Linked DNA regions of Mus musculus: regions 2 and 3 are each linked to region 1. The links are chromatin contacts, called in public Hi-C and promoter capture Hi-C maps. All regions are on one chromosome and are shown on one strand. Each heading gives the region's core, a stretch centred on a gene start, on an enhancer-like site or on the middle of the called end of the contact. The rest is flanking DNA. Distances are from core to core; before and after follow the strand shown.

The links. Promoter capture Hi-C pulls out the DNA fragments that hold promoters and counts their contacts. A called contact is a pair of places that touch in the nucleus more often than the background predicts.
Region 2: a contact with region 1 is called in a promoter capture Hi-C map of pre-B cells, with 2.5 times the contacts expected there. The contact joins the promoter of Polr3a here to the promoter of 5830448L01Rik in region 1.
Region 3: a Hi-C map of CD4 T cells shows a contact between it and region 1, with 8 times the contacts expected there. The contact joins the promoter of Ddhd1 here to the promoter of 5830448L01Rik in region 1.

What each region holds. Positions count from the first base shown.
Region 1 is chr14:34,672,987-34,677,796 of GRCm38.p6, forward strand. 5830448L01Rik (RIKEN cDNA 5830448L01 gene) reads right to left here and starts at 1,682. Exons shown (of 1, transcript NR_165636.1): 1 at 1-1,682. It overlaps Wapl (WAPL cohesin release factor), which reads left to right and starts at 942. Exons shown (of 19, transcript NM_001004436.4): 1 at 942-1,374; 2 at 3,968-4,488. The coding sequence starts at 3,990.
Region 2 is chr14:24,485,145-24,489,343 of GRCm38.p6, forward strand. It overlaps Polr3a (polymerase (RNA) III (DNA directed) polypeptide A), which reads right to left and starts at 1,914. Exons shown (of 31, transcript NM_001081247.2): 1 at 1,729-1,914. The coding sequence starts at 1,772.
Region 3 is chr14:45,655,622-45,660,173 of GRCm38.p6, forward strand. Ddhd1 (DDHD domain containing 1) reads right to left here and starts at 2,522. Exons shown (of 14, transcript NM_001042719.2): 1 at 1,601-2,522. The coding sequence starts at 2,390. It overlaps Mir5131 (microRNA 5131), which reads right to left and starts at 2,432; the gene lies at 2,340-2,432.

The DNA.
Region 1 (4,810 bases), core at 432-2,931:
ACTTTATTATGAACAATTTGAGACATAAATACTGGTATGATAGCATATGTGTACATATCCCACAGCTCCAACATCGAAGGACATCCTCAGTTAATTTATTCCCTTCTTTCCCAGTTTCCAGAGGCTTAGTCTAAAACAAAATAAACGTATTGGATCATTTTACCTATCAACACTTTAGTGTGTGTGTGTGTGTGTGTGTGTGTTTTAAATTTAAAGCCACATTACCGTAAGCACGTTCGATAAGGATGACGATAATTCCTTAGTAACATAAAATACTCGGGGAGCGGGGGTGGGGTGGGGGTGTGGGGTGTCATTGCTAACAGGTAGGGGACAGAACTCCGTAGTGGGGACTGAACAAGAAAGGAGAGAGAGGATGAAGTGGCCGGCTGAAGCGGATCCCGGCTGCGAGGAGACCAGCACCCGACTGCTCCAGGTTTCGCTGCTCGTTTACCTGCGTTGGCTCTCTCGCACCGTCAGACCAGGTCAAAGGCGGCCCCAAGTTCCCCGCCTCCAAGGTCCGGGCGGTGGCCCAGCAGGCTCGGCGCAGCTGCACAAGTCTCTGTCCCTAGACACCGGAGGGTCCCTGGAGGGGAAACGATTGACACAGCTGCCTGCACTGTGCCGCGAGCCTTCCCGCGCTGCACCTGCGTCTCGTCGCGTGGCTAGGAACTGGGACTGGCTCCGGAGTCGGTGAAGTCCAGCAGGCCCTTAGCCAGAACCTATACCGTTCGCCAGCTCCGGAACCGGGCTTTAGACACCAGGACCTTGCGGAAGAGAGAACTACAACTCCCGTCGGGCCACGCGGTCCGACCAATGGTGGTAGCCGGCGCGTGCGGGGCGCGGCGCCTGCGCGGCGGTTTGAGTAAGAGGCCGTACGATTGGCTGCGGAGTCGGGCGGCCGCGCGGGGCCTGTGGGAAGCGGAGTGACGGAGCGAGCGGCTGTTGGAGGAAGGAGGTGGGGGGCCGGGAGCGCAAATGGCGTTGAGATGGTTCAGGGCCCTGTTCAAACTCCAGCGCTGACCATTCACCGGCGGAGGCGGCGGCGCAGAAGGCGGCGGCGGCCCAGCGGGGGCACGTAGCGGGCTCGGCACCGGCGGCGGCCGCCAGGGAGGCCTAGGCCCTGTCCGGCCGGCGCGCCTGAGGTGGGGAGGGAAGTTGCGGGGCCGCCGCTCACCCCCCACCCCCCCTGTCGCCCGAGCTTCCTATTTACCGAAGCGGAGCCGCGGACTGTGACGGCAGCAGAGCCCCTCGCCCCTCTCGGTGGCACCGGTCGGCACTGGTCTCTCGCGCGGGGCTCCCGCGCCCGCCCGCGGGCCGTTGGGAGCCGGAGAGGCGGAGGCGGCCCGAGGCCAAAGCACCCGCCAGGCGCCGAGGGTAAGTGAGGTCTCGGGCGGCTGCCTAGGCCCGGAGTGAGTTGGGGCGGGTGGAGGCGGCAGGGGCGGCGCGAGGCTCGTTGCTCACCTGGCTTCTAAGGAAGTTGGGCACCGGAGGATCGCAAGAAACTCTTTCCCTTCCCACCTCTTAATTTTGCCTTTTGAGTTCTTCTCCGGCTACTTGATTTGACTTCTCTTTTCCAAACCCGGTCCGGTTGATTTGAGTCCCGAATTCTTTTTCCCCGTCGTCTCCTCCGCCTCTAGCCGTCACCGAGAGGCCTTGCTTCGGGGACTCGGTAGCAGAAGCTTCCGGGGCGTCCGAAGCGACATCCCTTTCCTAGGCTGTGGGGGTTGGGAGGAGAAAAGTTGCGTGAGTGTCCAGCCCGAGGGGTGTCTCGGCTCCAGCCTCCGGGCGCACTCGCAGCCTCAGGTGAGGGTTTCTGTTTGCCCATTCCACTCTCCTCTCTTTATTGAAGCCCCCCTAATGCATTACCTTGGGTGTCTTTCCTGGAAGTGGCTAGGTTTCTTTACAGCTTCAGTGTAAGGAGGTTGGTTGGTTGTTTTGTATACCCTTTCCCTAATTTAAATCGCAGTGCACTTCCATCAAAAGTCAGCTGGGCTTTGGGATGAAGCGAAGGCCTCCCAAATCGAAAACAATCAGTTGTGAACCTTCTTTTCCTTTTTAGTTAGGACTGTTGGTGAAATTTGAAGCCAGAACAAGATAGTGTGTCTGAAATGTGCGTAAAACGTCATGCCAAATATATATGCTGAATTTGTACATATGTTAAGCTTAGATAATGCCATCGCAGTAGTCTGCTGACTTTTTAAAATGGACGTTATGGAAAACAGTAAAAGCAATCACGTAACTCTTGTACTCATATCTCCTGGATTCTGTACATAATAACTCAACCATATTTTCTAATCAGTACGCTCCCCATTCCTTAATATTAAAAAAATCACTGATATTTCATCAATATTTAATGATGTTAATACATCAGCGAATATTTCTGAGACGTGATCTTTTAAAAATACAGTTGTCTTATTACTTAGCTCAGTATCATATATTCATTTGCAGATCTTAATCTTGCACAGTGAATGCTTTACTGTTTTTTACGGTGAGTTTTTCAGATGTCATAAAGAAGATCAAGTCTAGATTTTTTTTTTTTTTTGGCTTTAGTCAGCATTTTTAGATGATTGCCATGTATGTGTGCCCAAAACATTCCAACTTTGTTGGAATGTATATATGTGTGTAGGTCTGCGTGTCTGTAGTCAGCTTAAAGAAATGACTTTTCTTGCCTTTGGCAGCTGCCCAATTACACTTGGTTTTGTTTAATAGGCTATACTTAACAAGAAAGACAATGAAGCTTGTTAGTGTTCAGAACTACAAAATGGAAACTCTCTGAGGAAAGCTAAAATTTCTTTTAGCACAGATGTGTACGATGACTAAATTATTATTTTATCTGATCAGAGTTGTTTTCCTTTCAAACATTAGGGTGGTGGTGAGTTGTCTTCTGAATATTTGCTGAACTAAATTGGATAGTGATTCGTTAAGTTATAAGAACTTAATAGAAATACTAAAAGTGTAGCTCAAAAATATTTGAAAATATAAGTTAAATATTATTCTTATTGTAAGTTTCCAAGTAATGAAGATTTTCCAAGCCCTTAAGTAATTGCTTACCTTCCCCCTAGAATTGATAAATTGATATTTAAACTGCAGAAGGCCAAAGTGTTAAGAAATGGATAATGATTGATTGTGCTATAAAAGCACTATACCTTATATTTTTTAAAGTGTTTGATTTTTTTTTTTGACTTTTCTTGTAAAATTTTTTCAGTATATTTTTGGGTAAATCAGGTAAATGAGTTTGTAAATTGAAGAGGAAAATCAAGGCTATATATTTCTATTTTATAATAATAAATCATGTACCTTTGTAAAATGGAGTTCTCCAACTTCAGAAAGATGTTACTCAGCAATGAGATACAGGAAGTAGAAGAATGGTTTCTTGAGTTTAGGGAGATGACCATTGAAGGAGCTTTTTAAAGTCAGTTAAAATCACTTTAGTCTAAGAATCAGAATCTTTAAGCTTGGGTAGAAGCTACAGATTGTACTCTATGAGAAAATAAGTTTTTCTAACCCTTTATGAGGAGCTGTAAAAATGTCAAAGAACTAAGTTTGGCCAACTGACATTGTTTAGATCCTGGAAAACTTAATATATTGTGACTAAAGATTTTGTTTTTGGGTGTTTACACTATTCTGATTAAGTTGTGTATGAAGATATGGAATTTGCATGTTTTAAGTTAGATTTGTAGGTATTGCATTGTGAGTTGGTTAGTAGTAAGCTTTTTTTTTTTAAACATTGTAAGTTTCATATGAATATGTCCTTATTGTAAAAACAAGCCAAAACACCACCAAACCTGATGTATGGAAGTAAAGGATGGAAAACGAACCTCTTCAGCTCACTTATTCAGACTAGTTTCAAAGTTTGTGTGCTGAATGTTGAAAACTATATAAGGAAGTCCTAGGGTCTTATTTTTATAGAGTGCTTAAAACTTGTTAAAAATTTGCTGATTATATTTTCTTAAATTTCTTTTCACAGGGAATATGAAACAGGTGTCAAAATGACATCCAGATTTGGAAAAACTTACAGTAGGAAAGGAGGAAATGGCAGTTCAAAATTTGATGAAGTTTTTTCCAACAAACGGACTACTCTTAGTACAAAATGGGGTGAGACCACATTTATGGCTAAATTAGGGCAGAAGAGGCCCAATTTCAAACCAGATATTCAAGAAATTCCGAAGAAACCTAAAGTAGAAGAAGAAGATACTGGAGATCCCTTTGGTTTTGATAGTGATGATGAGTCTCTACCTGTTTCTTCAAAAAATTTAGCCCAGGGTAAGGGTTCATCTTACTCAGAATCTAGTGAGGCTGCTCAGCTGGAAGAAGTCACTTCTGTATTTGAAGCTAATAGCAAATGTAGTCATGTGGTGGGTGAAGACAGTTTTGCTTCCGACAGATGCTTACTTGTGGAGGATACTTTAATTGGGAAAGAGAAGAGCATAAGTAGAATTCCAGAAGACAACGCAAACAAAAGTAGTTGCACTAAGTTGCTAACTTCAGGTAAGTTTTGATGTTCCTATAAGCCAAGAAGGCCTTTTTAAAGCTACTTTTGTGATAATGAAATTCTAATTTATTACTTGTGTGCATGGAGTGTTTGGAAAAAAAGGGCAACTTTGTATAGTTGTTTCTTTCCATGTTTTTGTGGGTTCTAGAGATAAATGCAGGTTGCTAGGCTTGCGTTGCAAGCACCCCAACTGAGCCATCTCATTAGCACCCTAAAAGAGCCAAGTGCTTGATGGGCATTGTAGTGCTTGCTTTTAATTCCAGCTCTTAGGGGGCAGAGGCAGGTGGATCTACTAGAGTTAGACACCATGTGTGTACT
Region 2 (4,199 bases), core at 664-3,163, about 10 Mb before region 1:
ATATATAGACGTCTTCGAAATCTCTTTACGTCAGCCACCTCTAGTTGACTGGGCATGGGCATCTCCAACTCAGAATATCTGAAAAGTTACATCTAGATCAAACGTGTGCAGGCTTCCTCCCCTTTGCCATTTTCTAAGAAACACAAGCAAGTAACAACTTACATGGACAAAGAGTTCATCTAGAGATACTGTGCTGCTTTGAATAAAAGACTTTATCTGTTTGGAGTTGGGGTAGGAGCACTAACTGTTCATAAAAGATAGAGAGAATTAAAATAACATGGGATGATGGTACAGTCTGATGGGACACCAGGGTCTGGTCAGAACACCTCTCTGCAAAGGTGATCTTCCAGCTGAATTCTAAGTCAGACAGAGCAAATAGGAGAATGAAGATAGGAAGCAGAAGGTAAAGATTCCTTGGCCCACAGGCACTGGGCATCACCAGAGAATCACAGGCAAGCGGCACAGACAGCTAAGGGTACAAGATGAGCCCAGTAAGGCCTGCAGGGGCCAGGGCTTGGGATTTAGGAGGGAATCAAGTGTCAGCATTACCAAGAGCTGCTGGAAGATCCAGGTGACAGAGATCTAGTTTGCATCTGAAATGAAGGGTCTTGCTCTGTAGCTTGGGCTAGCTTCAAACTCCTGACTGCCTGCCTTGGCCTGAGTGGCATAACTATTGGCTTGTGGCTCTGCATCCCTGGGCTGCTGTGTGAGGATCCTTTCATGTGAATAGGGTGCGTGTGAAGGACTGAGATGGTGGACTGAGAACAGTCGGAGGTCACCCAGGTGACACCTGTCCCAGTGAACAGTAACACAGAGTTCCTCCAGTCTCATTTTTCTTACCTCTGTCTCTGCTTCTCTCTTCCATTTTATGCCCTATGCCCCTTTAAGTTCACTTCTCTCCAAAGTCCCCACATCCACCTCAGAGCCCTGGACCCAGCTCAAGTCACCATCATTGCCAGTCTAGATCCCTGCCATGGCCTCAAACTCTGTCCTGGCCAAACACTCCAAAAGTCTGACACGCCTTGCAAGACTCACATAGTGTAAGTCCCCTGCTTCACGTCTATCAGTCTACCTTGTCCCTCCAGTACGTGTTTTAAAAGGAGCCTGGTCTGCACCGAGCCCAGACTTATTCATTACTTGGTGCTCTCAGTCTCCTCTCTGCTGGTCGTTGCATTTGCCACAATCATGGCTGATTTGTCTACTCTACAACAGACCAAGCAGAAAGACTGCATTCTGCGGGACCTTTAGTGCACAACACTGTCCTCAGTACATTCTCTTATGTAAGTTGAAGAAGCAAAAAGATCCGCCTTAGCCTCCCCCCCCCCCGCCAAAAAAAAAAAAAATCAAACAACCAGGGCTTAATAATTAAGCTTTGAAACAGAGAGCCCAGAAGAGCAGCTTGGTTTCTGAGCCTGCCACTTTCTAGCTGACAACCTTGAGTCAGCACACAACTGTGTCCTCGTGCCAGAGGAAGAGGTCCGCTGAGAGTAATCAGCGCAGGGATTCAGGAGGTGGCATCTTCGCCCAGAATGCCCGTTCTGACACTGTTCCGTCCATTGCACTTTCCCCGCTATACCTCACGGATCCCCCACCCCCCACCCCAGGATCTGAAATCCCATCCTGGAACTTTTTTCTTCGCTCCCTTAACAACTGTCCCTCTCCTGGGACACTCTGGGACCCGGGACCTCAGCCTCCACCTCACCCCCACCCCTTCGGGGGCGTCCTTACATTTTCTTAGCCACATCCGTCTCGCGGAACTGCTCCTTCACCATGGTGCCGGCTGGCCGGACGCCCTTCTCGGAGCTGCGACTACAAAAACCACTGTCGCCGCACCTTCCCGGGGTGCTTAGGTATTTAGGAGTAAGGAAGCTGCAGCAGCCTCCCCGGCCACCGTAGAGCGCCGCACGTGCCGCTTCCTCTTCCGCCGCCGGACTTTATGAAGAGAGGCTTGGCAGACGCTGCTTTGAGCCCTCCTTCTAGATCGCCATCTAGCGGCTCCTTCACGAAAATGCACCTAGGCCGCGCAGATCAGTGGGGGAAAATGGCTTTTTCAGGTGGGTTTCTCAAAACAGCAGAAGAGGCCGGGCGTGGTGGCGCACGCCTTTAATCCCGGCACTTGGGAGGCAGAGGCAGGCGGATTTCTGAGCTCGAGGCCAGCCTGGTCTACAGAGCGAGTTCCAGGACAGCCAGGGCTACACAGAGAAACCCTGTCTCAAAAACAAAAACAAAAACAAAAAAACAGCAGAAGAGACGGATGGACCGCTTTTTTTGTTTGTTTTTTTTTTTTGTTTTTTGTTTTTTGTTTTTTGTTTTTTTGTTTTTTTGTTTTTTTGTTTTTCAAGGCAGGGTTTCTCTGTGCAGCCCTGGCTGTCCTGGAACTCGCTCTGTAGACCAGGCTGGCCTCAAACTCAGAAATCTGCCTGCCTCTGCCTCCCGAGTGCTGGGATTAAAGGCATGCGCCACCACGCCCCGCAGTTTTGTTTTTTTTTTTTTAAATCTCAAGGTCAAAAAGTTACATCAAATAGAAAAAAAAATCAAACAAGGACCGGCGCGCGCGTGTGTGTGTGTGTGTGTGTGTGTGTGTGTGTTGTTGTTGTTGTTGTTGTTTCCTGAGAAAGGCTCTCCATATATAGTCCCGACGGGTACTGAATTTGCCATCCTGTCTCCATACTCTCAGTGCTCAGTTACATCCCACCTGGTATAAATAAGTAAATTTACATATCTATTTACATACTTGTGTACAAACATATATACAAACACATATAAACACGCTTATTCTTACACAGCATATGTAATATATATGTATGGTTCGTTTTGAATTGTGTGTTTTGTAAATAGATGCAACAAAAACCCACCCAACCCTTCAGCTCTCCAAGGAGAGAAAGAACGGTCTATTAAAAACTGCCAGAAGCCGGGCGTGGTGGCGCACGCCTTTAATTCCAGCACTCGGGAGGCAGAGGCAGGTGGATTTCTGAGTTCGAGGCCAGCCTGGTCTACAGAGTGAGTTCCAGGACAGCCAGGGCTACACAGAGAAACCCTGTCTCAAAAACAAAACAAAACAAAACAAAACAAAACCAACTGCCAGGCCACCACTAAGAACAGTAGAAGACAGCTCCCAGCAGCAAAGCCTTGCTAGGTTTTAGGGACTTATATGGCTGGAGTGGGGCCAGCTCAGAAAATCCCGGTGGTTAGCATGAGAACTCTGTTGGGCAGGGAGGAGACTGACAGATACAGCCAGGAGCCTTCAGCCAGCTGTTAAGGGCTTCTGAGAAATGCTTTAAGTCTGTTTCCTAGCAAGGTCTGGTGGGGTCCAGACCATCACTTTAAAATAGTGCCGTCAGCACTGCCGTTTGGGGGCCTGCTTTGGGGACTTAACATACTTGTGTGTGTTTGTGTGTGTGCAGGCAGAAGTGCAGGTTGGTCTCCTCTGCACACTAAGCCCTGTACTCGGGTATTTCCCTTGGAATAATGCTGTTAATTCATGTTTGCTCCACTTTATGCAAAGCATTAACTTCTGGTTCAGGCAATATTAAAAGCTTATTTTGTGTCAGATCAGAGATTCACACACATACAAAAAAAAACCCAAAATATATTTTGAGATAGGTTCTCTCTATGTAACCCTAGTTGGTATGTTGGTGCTTGCTTTGTAGCCCAGGATAGCCTCAAGTTCTTGGCTAATCCTCTTATTTAACTTCACAGATTGGTGTGGTCATTCATAGGTGTATGCCACCACAGCTGGTTCAAATAGATAGTTTCTTTCTTTTTTTTTTTTTTCTCCATCCAGAGCTGGGCATTGAACTCAGAGCCATTGCATACTGAACAATGTAGATTGTACCCAGAGCCTTTGCATATTAGACAGTGTTCCGCCACTGAGTGGACCTACATCCTCAGTTCTTTTAAAATTTTAACTGGAGCCAGGATCCAGCCATGTCATCCAGGCTGGCTGGATAAAAACCAGTCTTTTAAAAACTCACAAGTTTTTAAAAGACTCTCAGAAAGTCTCAAAGCCAAAAGAGCCACAATCCTCCCTTCCAATCCAATAAACTGCTAGGTGTGGTGCCCCACTTGGGAGGTGAAGGCAGAAAGATCAGGAATTCAGGATCATTCTTGGCAATGCAATGGATTTTTCAAGACCTTGCATGGGCTTCGAAGGTCTGGTTTTAAAGAACCTAAAGCCTCACACACGAAAAACCTTATGA
Region 3 (4,552 bases), core at 1,272-3,771, about 11 Mb after region 1:
CTCCCTTTGATATTTATTGTTTTTACTTTATGTGCACTGGTGTTTGGCCTGCATGTATGTCCGTGTGAGGGTGTCAGATCATGGTGTTACAGACAGATGTGAGCTGCCATGGGGAGTATGGGGGCTGGGATTTGAACCAGGGTCTTCTGGAAGAGCCCTCGGTGTTCTTACCTGCTGACCCATCTCTCCAGCCCCTCTGACCTTGCTTTCTGGGTCCACTAAGTTCTGTGTTTTTATCTGCAGGAAAGACCCATGGTGATGTGTGGATCATTTAAAAAGAAATGGGATGGGAAGCCTCTGAAAGACATGGGTTTCCAAACAATGTGCACAGAGGTACTGTGCTAGCACATACAACTACTAAGTCCGTCCTCAGTGAGTTTATAATCAAGAGGTGACCTAACAGAGTCCATATGAGTCTCATCTTTAAAAAACTAACAACCTTTATTGCCTTTATTGTCCTGAAGAGTAGCAAGAAATTTCCTGCTATGCTACCTATACCTGACTTGGAATGTGCTGAATCTGCCATCATAGTTACTTGCACCTAATGCATGCATGCTTTAGCATTATCAGAATCACTGATGCAATTCGGTACCAAGTCATCGAATACCTGCTTTATGAGTACAAAGATAAAGGTGGTGGACTCTGACCAGAAGCTACTAAATAAACCGAAAGGAAGCTAAGCCATCAATACACATAATTAATATAGATCAGAATAAATAATATAAGATGTATAGAGGGCCAAAAGATCAGGAAAAGACATTTGAGTAAGGGCACTGAAGCCCATAAAGTTAATACTGTATGGTACAAATTATTGATGGCCAATAACTTGTTACTACTACATATCATATATATTAATAACTGCTGCATGCCACGTCAGATTATGGATTACCCTTCCTCATTCTGATTTTAAACCTACCCGTGTTGCCTAAAGCATCGTTCAGACCTTTATGACAGTCCCATTTAACAGATGTGAAAACCGAGGTCGTGCAATTTTTCTAGGTTAAGAAGCAAAAGTAAAAATATGTAAAAAGGACCCAAGAGATATGAAAACATTCTATACAGAGGGTACGGACCCACTTCGCACTGCCACTTCCTGCAGTTCTTTCCTCTTGTGCCCAACACATCCACTGTGAATAACACATTGTAACTCTCCTTTCCCGTCAGGGCTTTTCTCTTCTCAGGTTTTAAGCTGAACTGTTGATTCTCATAAAAACACTCAAGCATTTCCACTCACTCCAGGACATGTTATTTAAATCACAGGAGCTTCAGGAGACACGAGACCGAATCAGATATCCAGGTGGACAAAGCCCCTGGTACGGTCAAGAAACTAAAGCTACTGGCTTGGGGATCCGTTCCTGGATACCCTCCAGGGGATGGCAGCAGCACTCTACTCACCCAGGAGGCACAATCCCCGGCGGAATCCTCCCCTCCTGACCCCGCTAGCAGCTTGGGCGCTGCCATCTGCTCTTTTACCCTTCACCTGCCGAGGCACCCCGCGCAACCTGCATCCTAACCCGAGGCAGGCATCGCGGGGGCAACCGAACCCCCAAACGCCGTCCAGCGCGCGCCGAGCCTGGCCCGCCCCTGGCCAGCCACTTACGGTTCCAGTACACCGGGTAGCACTCTCCTTGAGTGACATCCACCTCGTAGAGGCCGCCGCGCACGCACACCGGCTCGATGGTCACCAGCTCCTCCATCTCCGGCTCAGGCCCCGCCGCGCGCGGGCAGAAGCCGCAGGCGCTGTCCTCCTCGTCTTCCTCCCCGAAGCTGGAGCTTGGGCCACACACCCGGTCTCCATCGCGGCCCGCCGCCCGGGCCTGGGCGCCCGTGGTCTGCAGCAGGGTCCGGAAGGCGAGCTCGATGCGCAGAGAGTCGTAGCCGATGAAGGGCTTCCAGGTCTTCTTGTCTTCCTTGTAGAACCAGCGCACCTCCTCGGGGCCCAGCTCCGTCACCACCTCGTAGCGGTGCCGGGCGGCTGCGCCGCCGGGCCGGGCGCGCTTCCTGTCCCCGGGGCCCCCTCCCGCCGCCCCGCCGCCCCCCGAGTTCTGGGCGACGAGCGGCGGCGGAGGCGAAGAAGAGCTGCCGCCGCCCGCGCTCTCGCCCTCGCTGTAGTAGCGCAACGACGAGCCGGACTCGGCCGAGCTGAAGTCGTAGGTCTCGTCGCTGAGGCACGGGTCCAGAGCCAGGTGGCTCAGGTCGTCGGCGCCCGGTGCCAGGTGCAGCGGCTCGGCGCGCAGCAGCGACAGCGGCACGCTGTCGCCCGGCTGGTGCTCGAAGCAGCAGCCGCCGCCGCCGAACACGCCCGCCGCGTCCGAGCCCAGCTCCCAGGCACCGCCGCCGCGGCCGTTACGCTCGGGGCTCCGTGGGGCGCCGCGGCCCGGGTAGTTCATGCCGCCGGCGCTTCCGCCACACGCGCATCCGACGCCGCCGCCCTCTCGGCCCGGACTTTATAATCTTTCAAATCCCGAGCAGGGCAGCAGCTGCGGCCGAGGCGACTCCGCCTCCCCGCCGGCCCCCGGCCGCCGCAGCGCCGTTCCGGGGCCCGCCCCATTGTTACGCAGCCCTGCGTGGGCGGGGCCACAGGGGCCCCGCCCCCAGCCGCGCGCGCCTCCCCGGAAGGCCCGAGGACTCTGCTGGAGCTCCCGTTTGGCGCTAGGCTGTACGTAGTCTTCCGCGCCTGGAAGCGGGGGTCAGACGGGGTCGCGGCGGTCTCGGCATCCGTGGAGCCCCTGCCTCACGACTTTCGACGCAGTGGCTCCGCCCCCTCGCTTCCACGCCCCTGGATGCCAGCCGCAGTGAGGCTCTCGCCCACTCATCTTTACACTTTCGGGTCATGAGCCCCGTGGGTGATTCAGCTGTATGCCCAGAGGGGCCCTGGAAGTTGCTAGCTCACGTTCCTGGCTTTAGGCCTGCTTTCAGCATCCGAAAGACCTGCTCGGTCACCTGGTTTGGCCCTTTCCCAACCTTCAGCCCATTCATACAGAAGGCACCCCACCTCTACGCCTGCTGCTCACCTGGGCACGACCACTCCCACTTACAAAACTGGCGTCCTAGAGTCACTGTGCCAGTTCTTTAGATTGCTTGCCCTCTTGTCCTTATGCTTCCTGTTCTTTCTGTAGTGCAGTAAGGCCTTGGATGGAAACCAAGTCCCTATGTCTTAGTCTTTTCCCACAGTCTGTGCGCATTCGATGTACCTTGGTTATAACTAACTGGTCTTGCCAGCCTTGTGTGGTAGATTATTAGACTGAAAGAGGAAAAAAAAAAAAACAAAAACCTAGGTTCTAAACTCAGCTTTGCCACCTCCAGGCAAGTCACTTAATCTCCTTTATCTATTTGTCTTATTCCTTGCTATAAGTAGGAGATCGTTGCACCGGACGGTCTCTAGTAATTCTATGGCTTTTAAGCCTTCCCAAGTTTGGTTTGGTTTTTGTTTTTAGTATAACTCTGATTCTGTAACTCACTTCCTGGTTTCAGGGAGACACGGAGGCTCTGTTATGTTAGACTTCCAAGACAGAGTAAAGAGAAGACAGAGACCAGAGTCTGACCTCAACAGATGGACAGTTTATTTCAAACAAAGAAGGAAAGACACTCTCCGGAGGGAAATGGGTGTCTTAGAAGGGAGTAAACTAGCTGGGGCCCTTTATAGAGGCAAGTGGGTGGCTTGGAAATGAAATTCTTGCAGCCATAGAGCTATGTGTCGGTCTATGATGTACCTTTCCTGGAATTATCTGTTTTATTAAAAGGCAGTTCATTTTGGGGAACAGGCTGCCCCAGCAGAGATTATTTGGACTGTGGCTGACTGATGAGTTTGGTCAAGGTCAGCTGTAACTTCATAGAAATCCTGTTTTATAGCTGAGGCACTCTGTCACCTCAGACCATTCTCTTAAATTGAAAAAAAAATTCATTTTATAAACCCATCCTATCTTGAGAAAACAATCTCCAATCTTGCTCTTACTTCAAGAACAGACAGTCTTCACTGTTAATGTTTACTTTGTGGAAACAGGTCAGTAGGGCAAGTTGTCTTGCTCTCAGGATGTAACCTGTCAGAGAGCCTTCAAAGTCATTATTTCAATCAGGCTCATCTCTGTTGTGCCCTGTGCTTTTGGAGGGATCTGTTGGAAGGCCCTGCTTTCTATGGGCAGATGATACTGTTGCAATTCATGATAAATAGAGGAACATGGGTGGTATTTTCTACCATAACGACTGGATTGGCTGGATAATCTTGCTCAGTGAGCAGTCTGTCCACTTGTACATTACAGCCCCACTAACAAAGCATCTGCATTTCTGCATCCCAAATTCTTTCCCAATGTCTCTATTAATAGTATGCAGAGTAAGAAATTGAGTATGAACTTTGAACTGTGTTTTATTCATGGAGGCATTGATCCACACTGTTCTGATAGTTACCCATGTACAGACACTTCTGTATGCTTCCGATGCCAAAGAGAACCAGGATCCTCTAGCTTAGGAGATGCTATATTAAAGTGTAATTAAAAGTGGTAGATACAGTGTCAAGTCTCAAACCCTGGGACAAATGGCTACGGTGCCTATTAAT